Linked DNA regions of Mus musculus: region 2 is linked to region 1. The links are chromatin contacts, called in public HiChIP or PLAC-seq maps. All regions are on one chromosome and are shown on one strand. Each heading gives the region's core, a stretch centred on a gene start, on an enhancer-like site or on the middle of the called end of the contact. The rest is flanking DNA. Distances are from core to core; before and after follow the strand shown. Region 1 has its middle 43 kb from the start of Gm31845. Region 2 overlaps Gm32130 (a long non-coding RNA gene).

Region 1 (4,294 bases), core at 805-3,304:
AGGGTGCTCTTCTCTTGACTTGAACAACTGTGCCTCCTGGCATTGCCTGCCAGCTTTATAAAAACACATTATTCTTCTTTTATTCCTTGCTGATAATATTTGTTCTTTTAAATTCAAACGTTGTCGGCCAGCAGGATGGCTCTGCAAGCATAGGATCCTCTCTCAGAACCTGACAACCAAAATTCAACTCCAGGGACACACATGGTGGATAGGAAAGAACCAACTCCCCTAGCACACACACACACACACACACACACACACACACACACACACACACACACACACGTGTGTGTGTGTGTATGTGTGAGACACTAATGCACATTGTACGAACAGCTAAATGTTGGTCCTCTTGCCACAGTGCTGTGAACAGTGTAGACACCGCACAGGGGTCCCACACATTGCTCAGAGAGGCCCAGCCTGTGACCTATGCCCGCTGGTACCTGTGTGAAGCTTCCTTTTAGGCTGAACTGCAGTGCCCTTGATCCCAGGTAGCCAGCCTCATGCTCACCCTAAAGGGCACAGAGGTGTTCACGTGCTTCAAGGCCGCTTGGCTCAACCTATGGAAAGTGCCATGGGACTGTTGGCCCACAGCCTGAAGCTGCAGGTGCTGATAATAAAGAGTTCAGAACCTGATGCAAAGCTCTGGCTCCCCACTGTGTGAGGCCCGTATACTCAGGTCCTGGAATCAGCAGGGGACTGAGCCCTCCCTGCCCAAAGATTCACAAAAACCAACTCAGCAACAGTACAGTGTAAGGCGCAAGGGGTGTTGCCAAAAGTTAGTGTAAAATAAACTGGTCTGGGGGTTGTTTTGTTTTGTTTGTTTTTTGATACAGGATTTCTTTGTGTAGCCCTGGCTGTGCTGGAACTCACTCATAGACCAGGCTGGCCTCGAATTTAGAGATCTGCCTACATCTGCTTTCCAAGTGCTCAAATTAAAGGCATATACCAACCACCACTGACCAGCTTTTTGACCCATGAAATTCACTGCACAACCCTGGCTCCACCTTGAATTTCAGGGGCAGCAAGAATACTGCCCCAAACTTTGCCAACTGGCACATTTGGCTCTAGCCACCCTATGCCCACTTCACCCTTCCAACATCTTGTCACCACCCCCATGGCTTCCTCCCTTGTTGGTACCTGCAAAATTCTATAGACAAAAGCCTGTTCTCTTCTAGGAAGTACCAATAAGAAAGAAAAGAAGAGAAAACCCAGACAACAGAAAGAATGGTTCAAATTGGTGCAACTTTAAAAAAAAAAAAGTGGCTGAGGAGATGGCTCATTGGTAAAGCTCTTGGCTCTAGAGTCTGAGGGTCTGAGTCAGGAACCATAAAGACCCCAGCATATCCATGGTGGCCTAGGAGGCAGAGATAGGGGAATTCTTAGACACGCCCAGGCCTGCTACCCTGGTGTAGACAATGGCAAACAGGAGATCATGTCTCAAACAAGGTGAAAGGTGAGAGCTGACATACCCAAGGTTGTCCTCTGACCTACATATGCACACCATACAGAAACAACGCATGCCCACACAGAGATTAAAACACAGTCAAACACAAACACAGAGACTTAATATTTATAAAGTCTGGGGAGTGGCCTACTTTGCCTTCTGTTGCTGTGGTAAAGACACTTTTACCAAAAGCAGCTCAGAGAAGGAAAGGACTGTGTTTGGCTTACACTTCCAGGTCAGAGTTCATCACTGAGGGAGGTCGGGGAAGAAGCTCAACAGGAACTAAAAGCAGAGACCCTGAGGGGATGCGGTTTGCTGGTTTGTTCTGAAGCTCAGCTTACTAGATTTTTTTGTTCTTGTTTTGTTTTGTGGAGAGAGCCTTTTGGGGTACCGCTTGGCAGGAATCTGTCATTAGGCCCTGACTGAGAAATAAGTCCAGGCAGGAATCTGACATCAGGCCATGACAAAGAGGTAAGTCCAGGCAGGGACCTGCCATTGGCCAAGGACAAGGAAGTAAGAATCTGGTTTTAGGGTAGAACAAAGAAGTAGGCTCAGATATCTTGATCATCCTTAGAAACAGCGTCACTGGAGTGATCTTGGGGCTGTGTGTTCATTGTCTTGCTTGTTCCTTGACTATTGTCTTGCTTAATCCTTCATTGTACTGCTCGCCCTAAATACCTGCATGTAATTAAAATGGTATAAAAGTGAATTGGGAAAAATTAAACCTGCCATCAGTCTCAGAATTGACAGGGGTCATGCTACAATGTTGTCTGTCTTTTTTCTTTTTAATCTTCACTCCCACATTGGAGAACCTGTTGACTGACTGAGTGGGCTTAGTTTTGATTTTGTTTTGTTGTTCAAGGCAGAATTTCTCTGTCTGATGCTGGCTGTCCTGGGACTCTGTAGACCAAGGCTGGTCTCAAACTCAGAAACTCGTCTGCTTCTGCCCCACAGGTGCTGGGGTTAAAGGCCTGTGCCTCCAGCCATCACACCTGGCATTAACTAGATTGCTTATTCATCCCCAAACCACCTGCTCCAGAAATGGTTTGCTCCACAGTGGGCTGAGCTTCATACATCAATTAACAATCAAGATATAGTCAGCCTGACCTAGGCAATCCCTCAGTTGAGATTACAAGGTGGGTCAAGTTCACAGATTAAGCTAGCCAGGAAAGGAAGGTCTGTCCTTGTTTTATTGGAAGGTATAATAAGTTCATGGGATCTTTCCTCACAGCTAAAATGGTTGCCCCCCCCCTCTCTCTCTCTCTCTCACACACACACACACACACACACACACACACACACACACGCAACCATCCCCCCAAAATGAGAACATCTTGTTACTGAATTCTGCTTTCCAGATACACTACTATTGCAATATATGAATGAATTCTTTAGCTCACATTTATGTTTAGCATTCTGCACACCAGGATCTATTGTGGATAGACAGGACAAAGCCCCCGTCCTCACTCTTAGGAAGCCAGGCAGGTGGAAGAATAGAAAACAGGGACAAGCAAGTGACATCTTGGTAATTGGCTATGAGGAATCCCTTGGTTTCAGGCAGCTTAAGAATCTACTATTGACTAAATTCCCCCAAGACTGGAGTCTGGGAGAGGCCGAGCGTTGGCTGATCGGTGAGGGCGCCAGCATGAGCAAATGAGCTGTTTAAGGCAAGCAGCTCATCTTACCTGGTATTAGGGTTGGCTTTAGTGTCAACATGCCAAAATTAGGATCACCTAAGTAGGGGCCTCACCTGAAGTACTGTCCCGGTTGCCTCGATCCACATGGGAAGACCACCGTGTATGGGTTGCAGTACAGACTTCTTAAAAAGCACATGGCAGAAAGAAGATGGCTCATTCTCTGCTTGCTTGGCCTTCCCTCTTGCAACTGAGATGGCCTGCTGCTGCTGCTGCTGCTGCTGCTGACCACGATGATGGTGGTGATTCCACCCCTGATAGCAGAATTTACTTTTACAGGCTCCCATTGTGAACTAAGGAACTTCCAGGTTTTTAATCACAGATTGGAGATTCCTGAGGCATCCAGGAATTTTGTGGACAAAATAATGGCTGGGTTTTCAACTTCCCTGTCATGACAGTCACTATAGGGCTACTCCAACTTCTGGGGAACACAGACTCTGGGATCAAGGAACGGCTGGTTTCTCAGCCTCTCCAGTGTGAGACCATTGTTATTATTTTAATGAAAGTGACTCAACACACACACACAGATACACACAGACACACACACACAGAGACACCTCACTGGGTTCTGTCTTTCTGGAGAACCCTGAACAATAGAATTGGCCAAGGACATTATTGAGTCCCGCATGCTATCATCTGTCTAGTGTCTAATGTCCAGTGTTCTTACAGAATTGTCCAAGGGAACCCTGAGTCCCAGGACAACTGAAATGAAAGACAGTTCTACTGCATGGGGAAGAGGGTGCTCATGGGAAGAGAGAGAGGCCAGAGCTGGCTCCCAAGGCACATTGGCTATTAGAGGTCAAAGCGAAGAGGGATTTAAGTCCTGCTTTGTTTGAGATTCCAGCGATCTCTTGATCCAGTCAGCCAGACACTCACAAAGGGAGGCGAGACAGCTGTGATGCTGATATTGATTTTATTGTCTTATGAGACCTAAGGGCTCAGGGAGCATTGCAGAGGCCCTCAATCTACAGGGAATGAAGGAAGTGGCATCTATGCTGAGACCTGGGATGGGGACACTCCGCCCCCACAGTGCTGATGAAGAGCAAGTAGTGGGGTACATGCTTTCTGGGCAGAGAGCACCATGAGACAGGTTAGAGGAAGCAATGCAGACAGCTGTGTGTGGTACAGAGGGACTGAGGGTCAGGAAGAGTGTTGG
Region 2 (4,294 bases), core at 697-3,196, 150 kb after region 1:
AAGGCTACGTCATCCCAATGGTGATTTGGAAGGTAGGTTTCTGTCAACCAGAACCCCTTATAAACCGTGGTGCCTGGACAACCCCTTCCTGGTTGGGTTGGACTTTGTCTGTCATTGTTGCCTTTCTTAGATGACCTGCCATAGCTTCAGTCTTTCTCCACGGTTTCCTGTCAGGGTAGCAGATTAGACAGAGGTCGGGGTTAGGGAGGAATCTAGCTTGCTTTATTCTGCAGCTCAGACTTGCCTGCTCCTTGCTTTTGGGGCAGAGGGGAAGTTCAGGCAAGGTCTAGCCATGGATCCCACACTGGCCTCCAACTCATGATCTTCCTGCCTCAGTCTCCTGAGACCTGAGATCGCAAGCGTGTGCCACCGCATTTCCAGTTTTAGAGACCAAATGAATCAAACCCTTCATTTTGTAGACAGAGATACAAAGGCTTAGTTGCAGCAAAGAACTGTTGGAAGACCACACATATTCACAGCAAATGTCATGGTGCCGATATCCCAGTTCTCAGGTGCTGTGTGGGGATTTACTCAGTCAGGACACTACACAGAGCCTACCAGCTCACCGGAGGAAGAAGGAAAAACAAGGTGGATCCTGCTAAGCAAGAGCACTTAAAGGTCACAGCCATCCATTGCTGATGAGAAAAAACAACGAAATGGGAAGTCTCCCAGTCACAGGGTGAAGTAGTTACTGGACCTGAGATGGAGCAGAGCTTGGGTGCATGGCATGACGCAGCTGGCAAGCCACCGAGGCCAGAAACAAAAGGAGGAGTGCCAGGATCCCACACCTGTGAACTGAGTGGACTATTTTATGTATGTAAGTACACTGTCGCTGTCTTCAGACACACCAGAAGAGGGCGTCAGATCCCATTACAGATGGTTGTGAGCCACATGGTTGCTGGAAATTGAACTCAGGACCTCTGGAAGAGCAGTCATTGCTCTTAGCCACTGAGCCATCTCTCCAGCCCCTAATGTGAACTTTTCAAACCATGTTTAGTGTGGGGCATTGTGGGATATCGTAGACATCTTAATGTGATAAGAAGAAACCAGGTTTGGTACCTAGGCAAGTACTCTAACCACTGAGCAACAACCCACCTCAATACCTCAATTTTTAGAAAAGCCTTGGACCACCTTGCTGCTGGTAGCCAGTAAAAGAAGGTGGCAAAAAAAAAAAAAAAAAAAAAAAAAGGCAGACAGGAGAAGCCCTTCCCATAACCACACCCACACCCACCCCACTCCCAGGCAGCACACAGAGGCAGCAGCAGCAGGTAGGTCCAGCTCTCATGCACTGCCTCCCCAGCGTGCCTCCTCACAACCTAGTGTGCCCTGGTTGCTAACCCTATTCGGTGCACCTTCCTCTCTGTTTTGTCTACCTGGAGCTTCGGTGGAAAGTGTCACTGTGTGCTCTCAAGCCCAGAGAATGGAGTCTAAAGGGCCTGCTTGCCCCGGGAAGAACGAGGAAACCTTGCTTGAAATTCGGGACACCAGCTCCTTGATGGTGTGAAGGATTATCTCTGGTCCTCACCCTAACAAGCCTCTCACCTGTAGGCAGTGCAGGCCTGCCTCTGCCCAGCTTCATCTAGAATCTGCTAGACTTGCAGGGCACTGAGGGGCAACAGTGAGCCCGGGATCAGATGGTGAAGGGTGCAGATCAGCTTCTGGATCCCTGGACTGGGGACAGGTGGGTGTGGGTCGAGGCTAGGGGAGGAGAGGGGAGGGGGTAGGAGGTGGAGGGAGGGAGTACACTGGAGGTGGAGGAGAGGTGAAGTTTTCCAGGGATCCCAACAAAGAAGAGAAGCAATTTCAAGCTGTTCCAGAGGAGGGAAGAAAAGAAACTTAAACTGGAGCCAGTTGGAAGCTCATTTCTTTCATGCCGGCTTGACTGATCCTGTGTGGGCGGCACAGCTCCTGGCAGCAACCGACTGTGTGTGGGTGGTGTTCTCAGAACAAAAGTTCACTGCTGCCGCCAGAGCCAGCACCTAAGCAAGGGATTTTGTCCCCTTACAGTCACTGCGGGAGTGAAGCCCAGGTCCACGCACTAGACACGTATACCCTGCACACGCACACCACAGCACACACAACATACAACACACACCACATGACACACACACACCACACGACATACACAGACCCATATCCCTCACACACATACCACACCACACACACACACCAGGGCACACACACCACATCATACCACATACCCACACACCACACACATCCCCACATACCATATACCACGCACCCCAACACACCAACCATACCACACACTACCCACATTGTACCACACTATAAGACATACAACACATACATACATACATACACAGCGCACACACACACACACACACATATTATACATACATACACAGCACACACACATATAATATACATACATACATACTATATATACAACAGACCACACACATATATATACACACCACACATACTGCATGTACCCCTCCCCCACAGCCCCCCCCCACACATACACATAAACACACACACCCCACATGCACTTAGAGCATGCATACCACTTCTTCCCACCCCCATCTTTCTGCACCCACTGAGGTCTTACCCATGTGAGTGAGAGCTAGCCTGTCAGGCCTCCAAGGGAAGAACAACATTAAAGCCCAGAGCAGCTATAGCTTTCACTATAATGAGCACAGGCTTTCATGAGCTCTGAGAGTCTTCAAAGAGCTTGGCAAACACAGACTCATTAAGTCTCCTACATTCTCCCTGTCACAGATGAAGACAGCAGTGGCTTACCCAGCACAGGCTGATCTCAGGCAACAGAGCCTGGCTTCCTGACCCAAGTGACACAGCCCCTGAAGCCCTGCTCCATCTTAGGAAAGAGTCAGGTAGGAAGGTTGGAAGCCCAGGACCAGCTCTGTGAAAGCAAAACTGAGGAGCAGGGACAAAGACAAAGTGACTGGTGACAGGTGTCAAAATCTCCTCTCACACAAGTGAGGATGCTGGCCAAGCCTCCCTGAGGGCTGAGCTCACTGGGTGCCTTCCTCTGTGAGGAGAGCTTGCTGGACTTCAGCTACAGGCTGAGCCATAGCCTCCTCCACCCTCCTTCCTGTATAGGCAACATGGGAGACACGGCATTGGAAAGCTGGGTCTAGCACATTCCCTTCCCAGGGGGTGACTCATGGTCACCCATCAGCACACCTCATGCCCAGGCTGGGTCTCACAAGTGCCTCAGAGGATGGCCCTCTTCCTCCATGCCAGAGGGAGAGTCCAGGAGTTGTGTGTGCTTACTAAAGGCCCAGGAAGATGCTTCCCTGCAAGTGCAATGGGAAGAAAACCATTCTCATCCGGGAAAGCAGTTCAGGAAGAGATGTTTCTACACTGTCTTTCCGTGAATGCTGAGCCAAGCCCCTCCCCGACCGCCACCACTGTTCCTGTCCGTTAGCTGGCCAGGGCTTAACTGGAACAAGGTCTCCATGGGAAGAACATATAGCCTCTGGCTCCCAGTTCCCAGGATGCTGCTGGTGATAAGAGCTGTCTACCTCAAACCCAAGTGCAGCACATATACACGCAGTACCTTCCTTCAGAGCTAGGGCTGTTTGCTGTGTGATTACCTGAGCCAGAAAGACAGCAGCAGAGATGCAAGCTTTGAGGAGGCACCGGGAACTACTGAGGGTGTTGTTCTTGGCTCCTCAGTAGAAACCTTACCCATTTCCATTTCTTCTAAAGCCATCCACTCTACAAATGCCACTTTCAGTGCTAGGCATAAACCCAGGGCTGACACTTCAGTGTGTGTGTGTGTGTGTGTGTGTGTGTGTGTATGCATGTGTGTATGTACAAGCATGGTATGAGTGTAGGGGAGAACTAAGGGATACACTCTATGTATGTATATGTATGTGTTCCTATGTGTGCATGTGCACATTCTAAGCATGTGCAGGTATGTATTTTTGTGTGTGAGCATGTGCATTGTGTAGAGGCCAGAGAACAAACTTGGGTGTCGTGAGTGTGTGTGTGTGTGCATGTGTGTGTACATGTATTCATGTGCGCATGTGCATGCATGTGAGTATTGTGAACAGCTAGGGAGTATGCTCTATGTATGTGCATGTATGTGTTCCTGTGTGTACATGCATGCATTCTAAGCATGTGCAGATATGTGTTTTCATGTGTATGCATGTACATTGTGTGGAAGCCAGAGGACAAACTTGGGCGTTGTTCTTTCTCGGTGCCATTTATCCTGTTTTCTGATACCTGGTCTCTCACTGGGACCTGAGGCTTCCTGAGAAATCTGCCTGGCTCCCCCTCCCTGGTGTAGAAAGAGCGTACAACCACG

What was found. HiChIP or PLAC-seq counts read pairs in DNA pulled down with a chosen protein or histone mark.
Region 2: an H3K27ac HiChIP or PLAC-seq map of embryonic stem cells shows a contact between it and region 1, with 9 read pairs. The contact joins two enhancer-like sites. A contact is called at or near these places in 2 of 484 Hi-C or Micro-C datasets (double positive thymocytes and embryonic fibroblasts) and 3 of 115 datasets of contacts at active chromatin or transcription factors (embryonic fibroblasts, embryonic stem cells and stem cell-derived neural progenitor cells).

Annotation. Positions count from the first base shown.
Region 1 is chr16:95,622,602-95,626,895 of GRCm38.p6, forward strand. No RefSeq gene overlaps it. Among named protein-coding and RNA genes, the nearest start is that of Gm31845, 43 kb to the right of the region's middle. Within about 2 kb of position 2,055, at least 9 of the 459 cell types and tissues checked have an H3K27ac peak or open chromatin away from gene starts, as enhancers often do. A contact at or near this core is called in embryonic stem cells, where this site is marked.
Region 2 is chr16:95,767,960-95,772,253 of GRCm38.p6, forward strand. All of the region lies in intron 1 of Gm32130 (a long non-coding RNA gene), which reads right to left. Among named protein-coding and RNA genes, the nearest start is that of Gm41509, 28 kb to the right of the region's middle. Within about 2 kb of position 1,947, at least 123 of the 459 cell types and tissues checked have an H3K27ac peak or open chromatin away from gene starts, as enhancers often do. A contact at or near this core is called in embryonic stem cells, where this site is marked.